2 separate regions of the Mus musculus genome follow, and region 1 is linked to region 2. A link is a contact called in public HiChIP or PLAC-seq data. All regions are on one chromosome and are shown on one strand. The core of a region is the stretch at or near the end of the contact, and the rest is flanking DNA. Distances in the headings are between cores, read along the strand shown. Region 1 overlaps Flt1 (FMS-like tyrosine kinase 1). Region 2 holds the start of Flt3 (FMS-like tyrosine kinase 3).

Region 1 (3,112 bases), core at 218-2,717, 230 kb before region 2:
GCAGACTAGGGAGGGGTGCAGGGGAGAGGCCTTAGGCAATTCTGTTTTTCTCCCTTGGGCTTGAGGCCACCTCACTAGAATGTATACACGTCAGCAGGACTGAATAACTACTCCATTAAACTGAGACACTGTACTCACGGGGGCCCTGGAGGGTACTGCCGTTCCTGTGTGGTATTTTTAATATTATAATGTATTGCATCTTAATGTATTAAATTCATTTTTTGTTGTACTATATTGGTTGGCATTTTATTAAAATAAATTGTATTGTACCATATTTGTATGTTTTAAGAGAAAATAATATAAAATACAATACTTGTGCTATTATATAGCGCAAAACCTACAAATTTGTGCCTCTGCCTCTTGAATGAACTTTTTCGTTGCTTGTATTTGGGGGAGAGGGAGGGGAGGGAGGGGAGTGACCAATAAAGCATTGAATGATTTCAGAATTTTCCTGTTTGGTCTGCTGCCTCGAAGTGTAGACTATGGAGTAACACAACCCAGTCCATGAAATTCATTTCAAACACAGGAGCCATCAGCCGTCGGGCTCAGTCCAGAGAACAAACATAAGATGTAAGATGATATTGGCCCATCACGCATGTGCAATAGGAATGTTAAAACAAAACAAAACAAAACAAAAAACCCAACCCCAAAACCTCTACACACACAACCATGTGTTTCATGTTTAGCTCTAGAAAAATATGAAATATTTGCGTTTTAGTAATGCTTTTCTTTATTAAAGAAGAAAGTGAGTTGGTGTATTAGTATCTAAAAATATAGAGTCCAACCTAGTTCTTTATTTACCTACATTGTAGCACATTACAATTTGTTATCACGTTTTCTTAAGGGAAGCCGTAGCTTTAATCAGTGAAAAGAAAAATCGACAAATGCATGTTGAAGCCTTACCTTGGGCTTGTCTCTATTAAGATGTCCATCTGATTGTGCAATATAAATAACCACACCCCCTCTCTTTCCTCGCTAGATTCGGAAGCGCCACACCTGCTTCAAAACCTCAGTGACTACGAGGTCTCCATCAGTGGCTCTACGACCTTAGACTGTCAAGCTAGAGGTGTCCCCGCGCCTCAGATCACTTGGTTCAAAAACAACCACAAAATACAACAAGAACCGGGTAAGAGAGTCTTCTCCCTTGCTTCATCCCACTTCCCCATTCCCCGCCCCTTGATCCTCCCCCTTCGCCATTCCCCGCCCCTTGATCCTCCCCCTTCGCCATTCCCCGCCCCTTGACCCTCCCCGCTTCACTACTCCCCACCCCCATCCCATCCTCCTGCCTCACCACTCCCCTCCTCTCCGGTGCTTGCTCTTACCTGCTATCCGACAGACATCTAGAACCTTCCACTTACCATGCTCGCAGACCACACTCACTTCAGCTTTCAAGAAGGAGTCACTCTAGAAAGGGTCCTTACAACTGTGTCCCGAGTGCCTTCAACAGCTCAGTGAGAAAGAAATGGAAAGACCACCCAGGAAGTGGCACCATTCACCTTTCAACTGGGAGAGGGAGGAAAGACAGTATCGGCCTGAGCGATTTCATAGGGTTTTTTTTTGTTACTTTTTAAACTTTGTGAGTTTGAGTGTTTCTTCTGCCTGTGCATGCATGCTTACCACTTGAGTGCCCGGTATCCTAGGAGACGGGAAGAGGGTGTCAGATCCCCTGACAGCTGTGAGCCACCATGAAGATGCTAGCAGTTGAACCTGCTATCCTCTGGAAGAGCAGCCTGTGCTCTTGATAATCACTGGTCTCTCTCTCCAACCACATAGTGTATAGTTTTAAACATCTAGTATATACAAAGCCCAGGAAAGTAGATTTATAATTTTTAAAGTTCATCTACATTCATTTTAATAATTTGGGGGGCCACTATTTTATTATACTGATCAGGCAAAACATTTTCTTTGTTTTAGATGCGTGAGTGTGTGTGTGTGTGTGTGTGTGTGTGTGTGTGTGTGTGTACAGGTGCCAGTGGAGGCCTGAAGAGGGTGTTAGCTCTCCTGGAGCTGAAGTTGCAGGTGGTTGCGAGCTTCCTGGTGTGGATGCTGGGAACTGAACTCGGGTCCTCTTGAAGAGCAGCAAGTACCCTTCACCACTAAGACATCTCTCCAGCCCTAAAAGAAGCAAACACAAAGAAAAACACACAAACAAGAAAACCAACTTTCTAACTTAAACTAACTGGTATGAGTTATAGTCTTTCAAAAATAAAACCAACTAGACTAAAACCAAAGAATATAAACAATGTCTCCTGCCTGCTTCGTGTGGTGGCTAAATAGGATGAAGCTTACTGGCTTTTTTGGTTAACAATTACATTTGTAGGAAAGCATAAAATTGCCCCTTGACTATCATGTCCAAGGGCCTGCTTCAATGCCCGTATTATAAATAGATTGCCATTTATCTGAAATGTTTGGCAACGTGATAGTGCAGGGTAGCCTTGAAATTGAGTCTTCCACTCAGAACACCTGTGTGAGTCCAACCTTGGAATGAGACCGTGGCAGAGTCAAGCTTGACAGTAGTGACAATATCCCAGAGAGGGGTTACATTCCACAGCACAGGGCCAGCATGTCACAGCTTCTCTTGAGTTAGCACATTCGTCACAAGAATGCAGCACACTGGAACTGGCTTCTTGTCATCCCTCCAAAAGGGCCTCCCACTCACCCAAAGGAGGCAGCCTGCCCCTGCGTCCTTTTTTTTTCCCTTATGAAGGTTTTGGCTTCTCTCTTACTGAGGTTATATAAAGGGGTAATTACTTGGTGTGGGGTGGTGTGTGTGTGTGTGTGTGTGTGTGTGTGTGTGTGTGTGTGATATAAACCTATTCTATTCTCACACTGTATTATTATTTTTAAAGGTCTATTTCTAATCCTGTGTGTAGATATGTAGGCATGTGCCCATGCGTGCAGGTGCCTGAGAAGGCCAGAGGCATCAGGTTCCTCTGGAGCTGGAGTTACAGGCGGTGTCAGCCGCTGCCGTGGGTGCTGGGAACCGAACTCAGATCCTCTTCGAGAGCATCCCATGCTCTTAGCCGCTGAGCCGTGTCTTCACCTCCCTGTATTCTGTTTTAATCATCAGTTGATATGCAGTTCCCTTTGGCGGACAGATAGCCTCATTAGT
Region 2 (3,215 bases), core at 598-3,097:
AGTAAGAGTGCTCTGGGTTCTGGGGTCCTCATGGTTGTATGGCAAGCTCTTTACTGACTCAGCCATCTCCCTACTTCCACTTTCCTTTTTTTTTTTTTTTTTTTTTTTTTGGTTTTTCGAGACAGGGTTTCTCTGCATAGCTTTCGCTGTCCTGGAGCTCACTTTGTAGACCAGGCTGGCCTTGAACTCAGAAATCCGCCTGCCTCTGCCTCCCCAGTGCTGGGATTAAAGGTGTGCGCCACCACGCCCGGCCCTTTTTTTTAAGATAGGGTCTTGCTATGTAGCCCAGGCTGACTAATGCTCTACCTGCCTCCGCCTCATGGCATTATGGGTGTATAGCAACAAACCCAGCTCTAGAAATTTTTTTAAGTCAATTATTGTAATTGCAAATGTACCAGGACTGGAAGATCTTAGCGTTGGTGTCTTCTCTTTCCATTTTATTAAAGGGGAAAGCCTAAAAGCAAACTAAGCAAACAAAAACCTGGTTTGAAGAAGTGATCTCCCAAGTGAAGGCTGGCCTCTGAGAACTGTCCTGGGATGGGCTGGACCTAAGCTTTGTCTTCTGGTTCCAGATGAATAACCGATAACCACAGATACACATCTCAGCAGCCTGAGCACCACATGTCTCGGAGAGTGAACTCTCCACACCTGGAAGGTTTTGGGTCTGTGTTTCTTTTTCTTTCCCTTTTTCTTTTTCTTCTTCTTTTTCTTTTACTTTTTTTCTTGCTGATGATATAACCCCGGGCCTTGCAAGAGCTAAGCTAGCAATCTACCGGTGAGCTACATCTCTAGCCCCACAAAGCTATCAGATGATTAAAAAAAAAAAAAGATCCATGAATAGGCTGGAGAGGTAGCTGTGTGGGAATTGCCCTCCCTATTAAAGATGAAATGTGCTGCTTTACATATGTATATTTCTCCGTCTGGCCGCTGATCAGTGGACAGTCTCACTGTGGTGTGCAGGAATGTTGGAATGTTTCTTCATGCTCCTGTTGCAATTCCAGAAGTGGAATCCATGCGTCGGGCACCTGACCTTAAAATGCCTAAAGCACCAAGCCCATGTCATTTTCCACAGTGGCTGCCCGGAGGACGTCACTTTGAAGTTTCCCCTAGCGGGAAGGCTGATAGTGCTGTGGACTGAGTGGAGGAGAAACAGTGTTGTTAGTGTGCTTGTATGCTCTCAGGGGTCATGCCTGAAGAGAAAAACGATGAAAAGAATGAGGAGCGGAGGACTGCTGTGATGGAGCGATATTACTGACGTCATTATGGGGAGAGAACTAGGACACAGAGGACAAATGGCTCAGGAGGGTTCCTTCATGGGGAAGCCAGGGCTGCTATCCTGTGCTTTCAATATTCAGCTTGATGCACGGGAAATAATTGTTACCTAGAGACACTATGAGACTAAAAGCCAGAACTAGGAGGTGACAACTCCAAACATCCTTTGAGGTGCACGGTCTAATTTGTTTGGGTGTCTGTTTAACCTCTCTAATTTATTGACCTTGAAACCGCGTCTGCTTTTCTGGGTCGGAGGTGGATGGGAATCTTGGACATCCTATAAGAAAGGACAGGGAGACAAAGAAAATCAGTCCACAATGCAGATCTACCAGATGTGGAATAAAACTCACGGGGTTACCAGTGTATGGCACCGATTCAGTGCCCATCACGGGACATCAAAGATCCCCGCGCATGAAGAAGGAGGTCTGTGTGTCACCACTCTTCTCACCCTTAGGAGTTTAAAGCAGAGGTCCGGGGACTCAACCACGGAGTCCAGGCAACTTCCCCAGCCGAACCGCACCCAGTCTCCCCTGCCGCAGTCCCGGTGCCAGGAGCGCAGGCTGGGGACCACGGCGGGCACGTGGGATCGGCTGCAGCACTGCGCCAGTTCAGCCCGCCTAGCAGCGAGCGGCCGCGGCCTCTGGAGAGAGGTTCCTCCCCCTCTGCTCTGCACCAGTCCGAGGGAATCTGTGGTCAGTGACGCGCATCCTTCAGCGAGCCACCTGCAGCCCGGGGCGCGCCGCTGGGACCGCATCACAGGCTGGGCCGGCGGCCTGGCTACCGCGCGCTCCGGAGGCCATGCGGGCGTTGGCGCAGCGCAGCGACCGGCGGCTGCTGCTGCTTGGTAAGGCCCCTCACCCCCTCTGCACCCCGGCCGAGCGCGCATCACTCCCTCATACCCACCGCGCGCTCCCCTCGCCGCCGCATCACTCCCCTCTTTCACGTCCCCCCTTTCAAGCGGTGAACTTGGCTTTGGTTTGCCCACCCCTGCCCTCACCCTCCTCCGCAGCGCTCCTCTGCAGCTCAGTCCCCAGGCCACCGCGCCTGGGCTTGGGCTTGGATGCTCCGTCAGCCTCTGAGAGTCTTCTTCAGCAGCGCAGGTGGCCCGAGACTCCCTGACCCGACCTCTGGGTACTATAGATTCTCGAGCCGGTGCGTTCTCACCTCTTTGAGATGTAGGCTGACAGAGCAAACTAATGGGAAAACTGCGAGCATCCTCTGCTAGAGCGGTCATCCCTGCTAACGACCCCCACCTGTACCAATTTTCGCTTCACTCAGTGGCTAGTTACTTTGGAAATACTATGCAAAACAGATTTATAAATTTAAAAACTAGCTACCCTTCCCCTCTCCATACTTTTCTTATTTTAGGATTAAACCCTAGTGACACTTTCAAGGACTCCTAGGACTACTCTCCCAAGTTGCCTGTTCGGGTAGAAGCATAGCTGTGATTGAAAATAGTAACTAACTATAGGGGGGAAAGTCCCCATTCTGCCCAGTTCTAATCGGTCTCGCGTCAGCTTTCTGTTTGGGAAGACAAGGGGGTTGGATTGAGTTGGAGTTGGAGACAGTTCTAGAAGTCGGGGGTGGGGGTGGGGGGAGATCAGGCCCTGCCCTAGTTTTGCAGCCTTCTGAGGCACTCCTGGCTTGGCCTCAGTCTGCCCAGTGGCCTATTTCCCCTTCATTTCCAACATTTAGGATTCTGGCTTGAACCTTCCGTGACAAATAGAGAAAACATTTTGCAACATTAAATGAGCAGAAACGGTTTCCAATTACTTTAAAAAAAAAGATGATAAAATTAAAAAATGTAGGCTATAAAGGAAAAGGATGGGGAGAACGCTGTACCTTTCTTAAGCGAGTTGATGCACAGGGACATCTCAAACGCATGGCGTGGCGTGCTTTTCTTTTCAGGCTCTATTAATGCAAAATGGTTAGCTTTGGCTGTG

The links. HiChIP or PLAC-seq counts read pairs in DNA pulled down with a chosen protein or histone mark.
Region 1: an H3K4me3 HiChIP or PLAC-seq map of stem cell-derived neural progenitor cells shows a contact between it and region 2, with 2.7 times the contacts expected there. The contact joins the enhancer-like site here to the promoter of Flt3 in region 2. A contact is called at or near these places in 4 of 39 promoter capture datasets (the C10 cell line, hematopoietic stem and progenitor cells, liver and 1 more), 2 of 484 Hi-C or Micro-C datasets (embryonic stem cells and nephron progenitors), 3 of 115 datasets of contacts at active chromatin or transcription factors (embryonic stem cells and stem cell-derived neural progenitor cells) and 3 of 9 other capture datasets (embryonic stem cells, liver and pancreatic islet).

What each region holds. Positions count from the first base shown.
Region 1 is chr5:147,632,391-147,635,502 of GRCm38.p6, reverse strand. Flt1 (FMS-like tyrosine kinase 1) reads left to right here. Exons shown (of 30, transcript NM_010228.4): 14 at 980-1,126. Among named protein-coding and RNA genes, the nearest start is that of Gm35383, 26 kb to the left of the region's middle. Within about 2 kb of position 1,467, at least 12 of the 459 cell types and tissues checked have an H3K27ac peak or open chromatin away from gene starts, as enhancers often do. A contact at or near this core is called in embryonic stem cells and stem cell-derived neural progenitor cells, where this site is marked.
Region 2 is chr5:147,399,121-147,402,335 of GRCm38.p6, reverse strand. Flt3 (FMS-like tyrosine kinase 3) reads left to right here and starts at 1,847. Exons shown (of 24, transcript NM_010229.2): 1 at 1,847-2,116. The coding sequence starts at 2,071. It overlaps Gm26597 (predicted gene, 26597), which reads right to left and starts at 2,782. Exons shown (of 2, transcript NR_165432.1): 1 at 2,437-2,782; 2 at 417-1,549.